Regions from separate parts of the Mus musculus genome. Here region 1 is linked to region 2. Evidence: chromatin contacts called from public HiChIP or PLAC-seq data. All regions are on one chromosome and are shown on one strand. The core of a region is the stretch at or near the end of the contact, and the rest is flanking DNA. Distances in the headings are between cores, read along the strand shown. Region 1 has its middle 7.1 kb from the start of Gm30438. Region 2 holds the start of Ppp2r2a (protein phosphatase 2, regulatory subunit B, alpha).

Region 1 (6,530 bases), core at 83-2,582, 78 kb after region 2:
GGAGGCCTGTGGAAGCCAGAGGTGACCTTTTGCGTTCGATGAAGAGTCTCTCATTGGCCTGAAATTTTGCCACATAGGCCAGACAAGATACTTTCCTCACTCCTTTGAGCTTCCAGAGATCTGCCTGCTTTTACTTTCAGTCTCAACATTTCTCGGATTACAGGCACACACACTTTTTTCTATAGGCTATGGGGATCAGAACTCAGGTATCCATGCATAGGAGACAAGCACTTTAATGACCAAAACTATCTCCTCAGCCCCTACACTTAATTTTTGAAAAAACCATCTTACCGGGTTCCAACGGTCCCTGGTACTATTAATTGTACATTGACTTATATGATACTTTGACTGTCGTCCCACACCATCCAAGCAGGGATCCTGTTTATTTTTGCTGCCTTAGCTCCTATGTCTCAATATCTGGAGCAATGCCTAGATAGAGTAGTCACCAAACTATGTGCTGAATTAGGGATCGAGTCAGCCTAATATGCACGCAGCATTGTGTAGACAGTCTCTGCACTTAATGAGCGCAAATTAGTTGGCGACGTACACAAGGCTGTAAGTAAACAAGGGAAGGATATAATTATGTGTTATAAATTGTGCTTCTGTTTTTAAGCATGAAAGGAGAGGGAGAAGGAGAGACTTCTGTGGGCAGGAACAGTCAAGGAAAGGCATAGACTGGGACAGAGGGGAGGAAGTCAATTTAGGCAGAGGAAGCAGTCTCCCTCTCCATCCAGCTTTATTGAGGTGTAATTGGCAAATAAAACTTTCATGTATTTGAAGGTGTAGAGCATGAGTCTTGGTTTGTACATACACTTTGAAATAATCACAGTTAGCTGATGAGTATGCAAAATACCACACTTATTTATTGTTTTGTGGGTGTGTGTGTGGGGGGGTGAGGACACTTAGTCAATTCCAAGTTCATGGGAGAGTGTGATTAGCTGTGGTCCCCTGCACACTGGACATTAGCCATACCTGAAATTTCATTCCTCCAGACCAGGATCTACTCGCCTGTCCTTCCTGTCAGCCCTGGAATTAGCATTCTATTCTCTTCTTCTATGCACTCAACTTATTTTTAGACTCCACCTGTATGTAAGAACATGAAATATTTGCCTTTCTGTGTCTGGGTTATTTCCTGTAGCTCATTGTCTTCTAAATCCAACTCCAGGGGTGAAAATGGCAAGATTTCCCTGACATCAAAGCTGAATAGAGGGGCTGGAGAGATTGCTTAGTGGCTAACCGTACTGGCTGCAGCTGGCCCTTCCCCTCACCAGCTGCAGCACTAGTCCTGCACTTGCCTGGGCAGCCCTGCAGGGCTGACCCCGGTCCAGGGGGCGCTGGTGAGCAAGGGAGAGCTGGGCCTACCACTGGTGATACCCGACCTCCCACCCCATCACCACCTGTGGGAGTCAGGAGAGCTGGCCCTGGAGTCATGAGAGCTGGTAAGCTGTCCTTGCCCCTCTTCAGCAGCACTTGGGAGAGTGGGCCTTGCACCTCGCCTGGGCAGCACAGTAGAGCTGGCCCTGGTGTGTGTGTGGGTGCAGGTGAGCCGGCCCCTAGGGTGAGCTGTCTCTGCCACTGGTCTGTCATGGGGTGTCGTGCATGGGTGCAGGAGTGATACTCTCCTTTTCTTGCCCTTTGCTACCTCTGGTAGTTGGGAGAGCTGACTGCAAGGCATGAGAATAGAACAGTTAGTCTTGCCACCTCATTGGCTGTAGCACTTCCAGTAGAGTGGCTCTGCCCCTCACCTGAGCAACACAGTGGAGCTGGTCCTAATGGTGAAGGCATGGGCGAGCCGGCTGCGAGAGTGGGAGAGTTAGCCCAGCCCTTCACAGGCTACAGCACTTGGGAGAGTGGATCTGCCTAGACTGGGCAGGCAGCATAGAGGAGCAGGATCTCAGGGCATGAGAGCAGGAGAGCTGCCCCTACTTCCTGGTGATGGCTGCATCGTGTGGCCTAGCAGGAGCAGTGCTGGGAGTGAGGATAAGGAAGAGCCAGTGTACTGAGCAGCTCAGCTACCACTCAGGCCCAGATCCAGGGCTCTGAATTAGCCCACCCCCAAATCAATATTATCTGTGAATGGTTGGGACTGCCGATTCAAAGCTGCAGGATCTCCATGACACAGGGCAACAGCAGGATAACCGGGAGGAGACCCGATGAGGATCCAATGTTGATGGTGTCACAGAAGCCAGAGATCTCGAACCAGACCAATGACCGCATTGCAAAGAACATTTGCAAGTGAAGATGTGTCTACAAAGGGGTACACTGTGGGACACATGGCGACACTACAGCTTCCACAATGAGATCTTTTCTATGGTTTGCTTTTGTTGTTGTAGAGGGAAAGGTTACAAGGATAAAGGGTGGACATGAGGGGATTGAGGTACATGATGTGAAACTCATGAAGAATCAATAAAAAGTAAAAAAAAAAAAGTACTGGCTGCTCTTCCAGAGGTCCTGGGTTCAGGTCCCAGTACCTGCAACTGTTACCTTTTGTTACTTCTGTTTCAGGTATCTGACACCCTCTTCTGTTCTCCATGGGCACCAGACACTCTCGCGGTGCACAGCCACACATGCAAGGGAGCACTCATACACATAAGATAAAATTAAGTAAGTCTTCAAGGCAGAATCGAGTTCTATCCTGTATAGTACGGCATTCTCTTTACTCAGTCATTGATGAACATCTAAGCTTCTTCTGTCTTAACTGCTGTTAATAATGTTGCAATAAACACAGATTCTTTTCTATTTAATTTTTCCCAGTTATTTATTGTGGGGAGAAGGGGAAGGGAGAGGGGGAAGGGAGAGGATCCTGCATGCATGTCATGGTGCATGGGGAGAGAGGAGAACTTGCAAGGGTCAACTTTCTCCTTCCACCATGCAGCTTTCTGGTACAGAACTCTTGTCTGCAAGTGCCTTTGCTCTCTGAGGCAGTCTCACAATCTCGCTGGCCTTCGTTTTAAATTTTTAAGGAACCTTTGTGCCATCGGCTACCATGGTTCTGTTCATTTGCATTTCCACCAACAGTGCATAAGGGGAGAAAACAGCATTAACTTGAGATTATTTTTGTGGGAGGCACTTTGGGGTCTAGACATGGGTTAGCTGAGAGGGCTAAGACCAGGCTAGCCTTGAACTCAGAGAGATCTGCCTGCCTCTGCTGTTCAAGGACTGAGATTAAAGACATGTGCCACTACTACCAGCTTTTTTTTTTTCTCACCTTTCAATTCTAGGCTGCAACCCATTTTAGCAGGCAAAGTCAAGGTAGTTGGAATTTAAAACCACCAATCATGCCACAGCTACAGTCAAGAGCAGAGAGAATGACTGTATGAGTACTTAGGTGCTCAACTTTCTTTCTCCACTCTTTTATACCCAAAACACAAACTTAAGGAACGGTGCTACTCGTAGTGGGTGGAATCTTTCCACATCAATCAATACACTGCAGACAATATGTCACGTAGCCTGATCTAAACAGTCTTTCCCCAAATGATTCTAGATTGTACCAAATTGACAAAACCATCTGATACCCCCTTGAAAACTAAGCAGGCAGCCAGTGAAAGGGAGTCTAGCTCTCTAAAGCCCACCCAGCATGTGTCCAAAGTAGGTAGAAAGACTGACAAAGCAACCCTGCCCCAGACTAGTGTCACTAGCTAGAGAGTTCTTTTGCTGTATTTAGTGTCTTAGTCCAGCATCCAGCAGCTGCTGCTTATACTTTGAGCCAGGGATGTGAAGACCCTGGTGCTACAGCTCTTTGGTACCCAGAGCTAGTAACTCTTGGCAGCTTTCTGGAACTCTTCTGGAGGCCTAGCATCCTTTTCTCCGTTTTGACTATTTGTAATAGGTCACCTCCGCAGCCTCAGCTCTCCACCGTCTCTTCCCTTCTCAGCACCAGCATGGTCCTTTTCAGTCTCAGCTCTCTACAATCTCTGCTCCTATATGCCTTCTGGAACCCTTGGGTAACTCCTAGCTGCACCTACTGGATGTGCCAGGAGCCCTGGACATCAACTACCCTTTGTGTTACCAGCTCAGCCTACCCTGATAAAAGCTACAATTGGGCATTAAAATATTTGGGAGAGCTCTTTTCAGAACCTTAGCTCAGGGGTATGGGGCCAATGTGAAGTAGGGAGGTCCTCTGTTCTGCTCCTAGGACGAGCCCATTACTATAGCAAGTCATGCATGCATCCTAGCAACCATGAGTAGAAGTCCTAGTTAGCTTTAACTGTCAACTTAACACAGCCTAGAATCACCTGAGGAAGGAGTTTCAGTTGAGGAACTACCAGAGCAGATTGGCCTGTGGGCGTGTCTGTGAGGGATTGTCTTGATCACTACTTAATTTAGGAGGGCCCAGAAGGGTGCCACTGTGGGTGGCACCATTCCCTAGGTAGGTGATCCTGAACCATATAAGAAAGTTAGCTGAGTATGAGCTAGCTTGAGGACCACAGAGCAACACCCATCATGATGTCTGCTGTATCTCTTTGGCAATGAGTGAGTTTTCTGTTTAAAGGTAATGTTACATGGAATAGCAAGCAGACTTGCTTTCATTCAGGTTCCCACCTTGAGTTCCTGTTCTGATTACCCTCAATGATGGACTTGACCTTGAAGCATAAGTCAACTAAATCCTTTCCTCTCCTAAATTGCTTTTGATCAGAGTGTTGTTTTGTTTGATTTTTGATTGTTTTTGTTTTTGTTTGGTTTGGTTTTTGTTTTGTCACAAGGATGAAACCAGAAGAACAGGGGAGGTCCTCGCTCAGACTAGATTGGAGACTGCTACGAATCATCCAGACCAGCTGGAGGAAGTCTTGTCTGTATCTGCTATGGATGAGGTCATACAAAGGTCATCCGAAGCCGTCATGACCTCATTGATGCCTCCCCAAGGCAAAGTCAGGCTTGAAATACTAGTCATGACAGATGCAGTGTTTCCCCTGACAGGAGTGGGGTCTCTTTCAGGTCTTGGCAACTGGGTCAGAGTCTTTCCAAGCAGCCACGAGTTGTTTAGAGTAGTCTAGCTGTCATGGTGACAGCTCCAGAAATCACTAGAAAAGAGCTGCATGATTGACAGCTCCCACAGTCTCCTTGGAAACAGCAGGACTGATGTCACCATTGTTGTGACACCAGTGGGCCTCCAGGAGAGGCAGTGATATCATTTGAATCCCTGTAATATTTTGGAACAGTAGGACCAATGTCAATCTGGCTTCTGTCTCTGCCAGGCTTGGGGACACCACCAAGTTTACCCTGGACAGCTGCTTCCAGCCTGAGCAAAGAGAAGGGTCTAATAGTCTTCAGTAGAACACTCCAATTGCAGACTGTGACCCCAATAGTTTTAGTCATTTAAAAAGAGTGAACAAAAGAGTGCCCACAGTAAAGATTTGACCTAAAAATAACATTCTTTATTGTTATTGTTATTATTATTCAACAATAACCCTAACATTCTTTATTGTTATTGTTGTTATTATTATTATTATTCAACAATAACACTGTTAAGATTAGGCTATGCTTTACTTGTAAGTCATTCTTATTGTACAAAACAGTGGGGATCAGTGGGGTGCATTGCTCTGGGAGACTTCATTTTATTTTAGTTTTTTATTGAGACAAAGTCTTGCTGTGTAATCTTGGCTGACCTAGAACTTGACATGTAGACCAGGCTGGCCAGAAACTCATAGAGATCTGCCCCCATGTCCCTCCTGAGTGCTGGGATAAAAGGCATGTGCTGCTGTACCCAGCAAGGAGACTGCATTTTACGAGCAGCTCTTTAGTCTGTTTTGAGAGAGGATCACAGCATCCCTTGGGTGAATCCATAACCAGCACATCCATGTGACACACACTGATAAATGACTTACTTCTGGCGTAGAAAAGGAGCCACCGTTCAGTTTACTGGGTGAATGAAAACTGCAGGGGCACAGATAGGATGCGCTCGAGTCCTATCAAAGAACTTATCGGATGTGCCAGACCAAGTAAAAGGTATAACTCTCTTCCTTACCTGGACCCCATAAAGTGATAGACACTTAGCATTGTGATAGGTGGCCACACGTTAACCTCTCATCAGATACCTGGTGTGTGTGCCTCGAGGACCAACAAGCAGAGGACTCCCCAGCTATCCTTGGACCAAACCCAGCTTGATTTGGTCCCCTGCTTTGACATGGTCTACTCAACTTTGACGTGCCTAGTCACCAGTTTGCACCTCTGTTCTTGCCCTGGCTTCTGTTGGGACCTAGAGTGGGCTTTCACCTTACAGTTGAACTCTGTAGCATCAATCTTAAGTCCTAACAGTATTTCCAGCAGACTCCTCACTGCTGATACAGTTCGTTATTTCATTAATGTAGAATCTTTCTCAACATCCTTCTGCAAGCTCTTGAACTCTGCCACAGCCTCTTTAATTTGTTTTTCCTCTGTAAACCACGTATGTATGTATGTATGTGTATGTATACATGTATGTGTATATACATATGCAGATAGACATATTTACTGTGTGCTGTGTCATTTATGATGTGAGAGTTAATATTAACATTTAAGATTGGAATAAAAGAACTTGTGTTCGTCTTGGC
Region 2 (6,747 bases), core at 1,136-3,635:
GCAAGACATAAGAAGATATACAGACTTTTCAGAAAGGTGATTTTTTTTAAAGCTATCATCCCACCTCTCAGAAAGCAAACACAAAACACTGAGTTCCTTCAGCACCCAGGACTTTTAAGTCGATAGTCGTCACTGTTAAAATGTCTTACCTTCTGCTACGTCATCATCTACTGCTCCTTTCACCTGAGAAAAACACCACTGAATATCATTCCCTCCTCCAGCTCCTGGAAGAAGAAAACATAGCAATTAAAACTGAGCTCTGTTCTGTTTACGCTTATAAACACAGAGATGGTTCCCGAGGCTGGCATCATAACTCCCTATGTAACTACCACTGAGCCCACAGATTTGGAACCAAATTGGCCTCCAATAGTTGGTAGTGTATTAAAAACAAGTCTGCAGGTACGAAATATCCAAAGACATACAGCCTACCAGTAATTATCATCATACAGATATTTAAAACCTCACTTCCACTTTTCCCTCTCCTTAAAGACAGTCAGAACCTTTCAAGTTAAAACCTACCAGGAAAAAACAAAAACAAAAACAAAACCAACCAAAGCACCAAAGTTAGTTTTCCTTTAAATGTACAAAAGGCCTACAAAAGAGTTATAAGGCTAAACTACCATGAAATATAGAACGAAGAGAAAACTTCGGGAACATTACTGCCTGAGAGGATGATTCATGTGGACTAAGCAAACACAACACCCATTTCTTTGCATTCGTTAGGAGCAAATCACTGGTTGCAGACAGAGGAAAAGGGGCGGAAATGCACGCCTGGGAAGAGATGGTCAAAGGAGGCTGCTCCTGCCACATTCACCTACTGCATCCAAAGGACCCAGAAAAAAGCAACCTTATTCGTTGCTCATCTCCTACAATACAGTTCCAATTATCATTTCATTGTTCAGCAAGGTCAAAGGGCAGCCTGTTTATATAGCAAACTGTAAACCAGTCCAGCATAACTTCTTTAAAGGTTCTATTATCTATGCAAATATTGAAAAGAAAGGAAAATTGGTTTAATCTCCGACACTCACTGCTCAGCACTGAAGAGGAAATGGGGGGATGGGGGCACCCCGGGATTTCTGGAAAAGAAACTCAATCTCAATCCAGAATTACTCTATGAGAGGAAGGGCTTCAAGACTAAATTGTACAAAGATAACCGACTCTCAAACGACATTAAACCTCGCTTTTCCTTTACCCATTCCTTGCTAAATTATTCTCAATCAGGCTTTCTCCCCCCGCACCCCCCCCGTCCCCCCTCAGCAAGGTTTTATAAAATCCCTCTCCCTTTGGCTATTTATATCGGCGAACTCCACAACTATTTTAACTCCAAGAAACCCTTCTGGGAAAAGGACATCTGCCCAAACGCTACCGTGCAAAATGCAAAGTTTAAATTACCTTTCTCTCCCACCCAGCCCCCACCCCAATCCTTGCAACTTCTATTAAAGGCTTAGCATTCGTGAGTGGCAAAAAAATAAGACACGGGAAGGGAGCAAAATCGAAAACGAAATTCAGGCTTACACCCTCAAAACCTGACCTACCCCATTAATGTTTGTGTGGTGCTGGGGGTTGGGGGGGGGGTGACCGTGAGTTGGGGGGGTGGGGGTATGCCTCCATTGTATTTTAACTTGCAAAGCTGTCTTCCTTCTTATCGGTCCAGAATACATTTCTACAGAAAGGTTCTCAGTAGACCGGGAAGAGGAATGAATATGTAAGGAAGAGCGGAGGGAGCAGGGTGCAGAGGGGACCCATCTGCACGCCTGCACCCGCCCCACCCACGCCGTCTCCCACCCCCAACGCACCCGTGCCGTGTTCCTGTAGTGCCAGGCCCCGGGCCCGGCCTCCAGGCCCCACAGTCCCAGCTCAGTGCCAGGCCCGCCCGCCCGCCCCACACTCGGCCAGCGCCCCAGGCCGAGGCCCCGCCACCACGGTCGCTAGGGGGTGACGGAGAGCGCGCAGAGGAAGCGGCACGGCACCCTGTCAGCCGCCCAAGGGCCGTTTCTTCTTTACCTGCCATGTCGCGCTGCAAATGGTGACCCTGCCGGGCTCGTCGGGGTCTCCGCGACCGGGGCTCAGCCCCCACACCTGGGGATGGGGGGATCGAGGGCGCGGATGGAGGCGGATGGCACCTGAGGGGGGAGGGGACCGGGACCGGGGCGGAAAGGAAGCGGCCCGGGTGGAGCGGTCGGCAGGATGGTGGCGTTCACTCAGGGGCGTCCCGTCTCGTGCTCCTTCTCTCGCGGTGGAGACGGCAGCGGCGGCAGTAGCGGCGGCGGCGGCGGTAGTAGTGGCGGCGGCAGCGGCGGCTAGGACAGCGACGGCGGCCGCGGCGGCAGGGACAGGCGACTCCACTTTCAAAATGGCGCCCGCTGGCTGGCCGGTGACGTCACTTGAGGGGGCGGAGCGTCTTTGGGGCGGGTCGTGCTGTGTTAGCCACGCCTCCTTCTTGTCTTGCTTTCGCCCCGCCCCGCCCGCTAGGATCCTTGAGAAGGTCCCTGTACAGAGCTAGAGCTGCACTTAGTTTGCTGTGGCTGTGGGCTGGATGTGCCAAGCCGCGGTGCCCAAGTGGCCAAGGCCTGGCCTGTCTGCACCTCTCACTGTCCCAAGCCGTAGAGCCAAGGCCGGAACTTTGGGATGGCCTCATATGTTCACTTATGCTCAACCACATGGTGAGCTGGCCCTCTCGAGAGAATACCCCTTTTGTTGCTCCAGTGACCCTGTGGGTGAGCCCCGGAGGCACCAAAATTAAGGGAGAGTGATGCATACTTGCCACTGCCTGCCCAAGGTGAGAGTTCACTGAGCCCAGAAGGACACAACTGGACTGGTTCCATCTGGGTGAATTAGGTTACCTTCCCATGGACTAGAGCCCTTGGCTACTGCGAGCAGTTAAGAATAGCTCGCCACAGAAATTGGATGTTGTGAATGCCGCAAAAAGTAGCCAAGGTCTTTTCAGATAAAAGTGGTAAAATCAATGATTAAGAAGGTATGTTCTGCTGGGCAGTGGTGGCATACACCTTTAATCCCAGCACTTGAGAGGCAGAGGCAGGCGGATTTCTGAGTTCAAGGCCAGCCTGGTCTACAGAGTGAGTTCCAGGGTAGCCGGGGCTACACAGAGAAACCCTGTCTTGAAAAACCAAAAGAAGAAGAAGAAGAAGGAGGAGAAGGAGGAGGAGGAGGAGGAGGAAAAAGAGGAGGAGGAGGAAGAGGAAGATATGTTCTTCTGGCCGTGGTGACACATTCCTATAATCTCAACAGCGCTTGTATTCATTTAAGAGGTTCTAGAGTTCAAGGACAGCTGAGTTTGAGGCTAGCCTGGGCTATCTATAGAAGACTCTGCCTAACATACATACATCAAACACATGCAAAAAATTAAAATAAATCCATTTAAATGTAGCCTCTTCCAGTCAGACTCTCTGACATTCCCCCCCCCCTTTCCTATTCACCTTTAACTAGGTCAAATGCCCTTTCTTAGTAGTGCCAAGCTCTCCTCCTAGAGAGAGGGAGGGGAAGGAGGCAGAGGCAAGCAGATTTCTGGAGGTCAGCCTGGTCTACAGAGCTAGTTCCAGGACAGCCAAGTCCACACAAAGAAACTCTGTCTTGAAAGACAGAAGGAGGGCTGGGTAGATGGCCTAGTGGTTAAGAGCACTGACTGCTTTCCCAAAGGTCCTGAGTTCAATTCCCAGCAGCCACATGGTGGCTCACAACCATCAGTAATGGGATCTGATTCCCTCTTCTGGTGTGCCTGAAGACAACAACAATGTACTCATCTTAAAACAGTTAAAAAAAGAAAGAAAGAAAGAAAGAAAGAAAGAAAGACAGGAGGAAGAGGAGGAGGAAAGAGAACAACAACAAAATGTGTCAGGTCCAAAGGAAACTTCCCAAACTGCAAAAGGCAGTTCAAATATCCAGAAATGAGCTCAGCCTGGACTATAGGAGGATTTCTGGAAGTTAGATTAAAAAAAAAAAAAAAAAAAAAAAAAAACAGCATTCTTCAGGAACTTGTGAAGCCAGGGGCCCTCTACCAAAAATGTCATTTCCCTCACTTCTGGCAAAAAGGAGATATAGCTACCTACGTTGCCTAACTGTATATCAAAGCACATGCTGGTATCCCAAGATCCTGTGGCACATTTCAGTCCACGCTAGTGTCCTGCCCTTCTTACCTCTCCTCTACTGTAAACTCCAGCCCTCGGGTGTTTCTCTCCCAAGCTACTCCTCCTTATGACCCTGCTATTCTGGCTGTTTCCTCTATATTTTATCCTCTGCTATTATTCTTCCCTCTCCGGCATGTTCAGTCTGTGCTCTGGACTCTTCCAGATGCCTCTGGCCACTCTCTCATATCTACAACAAAACCCTCCCCTTAACCAAACTATGAAGCAGTCATGTTGTCAGTTTATACAAATAGTCTCATAAAGTATAATGCACTTTTCTGTTTTCTTAAACCACATTAAAATGATCTCAGTCTGTGTCTGTTATTAGACAGAATTCTTTGAGGCTAGGAAGTATGTTATTCATCTCCCTATCACTAGCCACATAATTCATGGGACTAATGGATGAATAAATAAGTCTTCTGGATTGGGAAGAAAAACCACTTAAATGTTGGCTCCTTAAGGTTTGCTGAACTGTAAATATTTTCTCTCTCTTTTTTTAACTTTTAAGATTTCTTTAACTTGTATGAGTCTTTCGCCTGCATGCATGTGTGTGTACCATGTACATGCCTTGTGCCCTCAGAAATCAGAAGAGTGTGTCACACCCCTGGAACTTGAGTGACAGATGGTTGTGAGCTGCCATGTGGATGCTGGGAATTGAACCTCAGTCTTCTGCAAGAGCAACAAGGGCTCTTCACTGTTGAGCCAACTCTCCAGCCCTCATTCTTCTTAATGCCAGGGGAAAAAAAAAGAAAGAAAGAAAGAAAAGAGGCATTTTAGAAGTCATCTTGGTGATCTCACCTACATTTATTAAACAACCAACCCCATTTGGTAAATAGGTAAATTGCCTGTGCGTGCATTTGCTGTAGTTATTTCCCATGGTGTCTTCGAACCTGTTTACACACTACTCAGGAGATGGGGTATCCCAATAGGATAATGTTCTCTTCTTGTACATGATCTTGAAACTTTTGTTTGAATTGGTTTTGAGTTTTGTTTTGTTTTGAGACAGGGTCTTGCTCTGTAGCCCTGACCTAGAGCTGTGTAAATAAGGCTGTCCTTGAACTCACAGTGATCTGCCTACAGATGCCTCCAAAATTCTAGGAGTTCAGGCAAGTCACCACATTTAGCTACAAGCTTTTTATCACGTGAGAAGAGTCCTAAATGTAACTCTTGATCACATGACCACGCACGGTGACCAAGCCTTGCAGAATTGAGCTCATCTTGGGTAAATGAAGAGGGAAATTCCCTCTTGGTTTTTCTGGTGACTCTTTAGAAGACTCGGACCTTTTCTGCTTTAAATCTGAGTCAAGAGAAACAAAGAATTAAAGAATCAGGAGCATATTCTAGCTGAACAGATCTCACCCTGGGTTACTACAAGGTGGCTTTTAAAATATATTACATGGTGTCTTAGGGGTCCTATTGCTAACTGGAATTCACTCACGATCTTCTGGGCACTTGGGGACTTGGGTCACTTCTCCAGCTCTGTCCTCTGCAGCACACACAGTTTATCTTTGAGGCTCCTGCTGGCTCTACTCCACTGCTGCTGCTGTTCTTAGTGATCATTGCATGCTACTGGCATCTCCAAGATGCTGGGGTCTTCTGCTGCCACTGGGATGAGCATCCACCAATAACCTTTCCTAGGCTCTCTTCAGGGACTCCAGTCCTGCCACACAGTGCCAAGCCTCAGCTGCTCTCCATGACCTCTCAAGCCTTTATAACCAGTACTACGTAGGTGACTCTTAGACTACCAAGTTCTGCTACCAACACAAGGTACAACCTTGGCCTTGTGTGCTGATTCTCAGGAAACACTTTCCAGAAGGTTGCACCTCATCAATGTTGCTCCTTTCTTCATCCCTGCTAATTTCTCAGCTACAGCTGACAAGTACTGAGTATCCACACAAAACAAAGGTTTCACTTTAGTAGTTCTGCTGTCTTGCTAATCACAGCTGATTCTTCAACCTCAGCTAACCAGAACCACAGATTCTTTGCACAAAAGGCTCAGCAGAGTCTTGGCTTCCTTCTGAAACATCACAAGCCAGGCCTCCATCATCTGCACTGCTCTTAACATTCTTTTTTTCCAAGCTCCTACAGAGCAGCTTCCTGTGTTCGCAACATTCAATAGATTTTCTTTTCTTTTTTTCTTTTTTTGTTGGTTTTTCAAGACAGGGTTTCTCTGTATAGCCCTGGCTGTCCTGGAACTCACTTTGTAGACCAGGCTGGCCTTGAACTCAGAAATCTGCCTACCTCTGCCTCCCAAGTGCTGGGATTAAAGGCGTGTGCCACCACCCCCCGGCTCAATGGATTTTCTAGCCCAAAGTTCTAAAGTCCTTTCACAATCTTCCCCAAAACATGGTCAAGGCTGTCACAGCAATACCCCATTATGCTGGTACTAATTCGTCTCACTTAGGGTTTCTACTTGCTGTGATGAAACACCATAACCAAAAAGCAAATTGGGGAGAAGAGGGGTTAGTCCACATTACAGTTCACCACCAAAGAAAGTCAGGACAGGCACTCATGCAGAGCAGGAACCTGGAGGCAGGAGCTGATGCAGAGGCCATGGGGAGTGCTGCTTACTGCCTTGATCTCTTAGGCTTGCTCAGCCTGCTTT

Evidence for each region. HiChIP or PLAC-seq counts read pairs in DNA pulled down with a chosen protein or histone mark.
Region 1: an H3K27ac HiChIP or PLAC-seq map of epiblast stem cells shows a contact between it and region 2. The contact joins the enhancer-like site here to the promoter of Ppp2r2a in region 2. A contact is called at or near these places in 4 of 39 promoter capture datasets (3T3-L1-derived adipocytes, hippocampal neurons, neural stem cells and 1 more), 14 of 484 Hi-C or Micro-C datasets (brain, cardiomyocytes, cerebral cortex and 8 more), 14 of 115 datasets of contacts at active chromatin or transcription factors (the SCID.adh cell line, craniofacial prominence, embryonic basal ganglia and 11 more) and 2 of 9 other capture datasets (adipose tissue and pancreatic islet).

The regions. Positions count from the first base shown.
Region 1 is chr14:67,148,824-67,155,353 of GRCm38.p6, forward strand. No RefSeq gene overlaps it. Among named protein-coding and RNA genes, the nearest start is that of Gm30438, 7.1 kb to the right of the region's middle. Within about 2 kb of position 1,333, at least 26 of the 459 cell types and tissues checked have an H3K27ac peak or open chromatin away from gene starts, as enhancers often do. A contact at or near this core is called in cortical glia, epiblast stem cells and neural stem cells, where this site is marked.
Region 2 is chr14:67,070,086-67,076,832 of GRCm38.p6, forward strand. It overlaps Ppp2r2a (protein phosphatase 2, regulatory subunit B, alpha), which reads right to left and starts at 2,386. Exons shown (of 10, transcript NM_028032.3): 1 at 2,005-2,386; 2 at 150-224. The coding sequence starts at 2,011.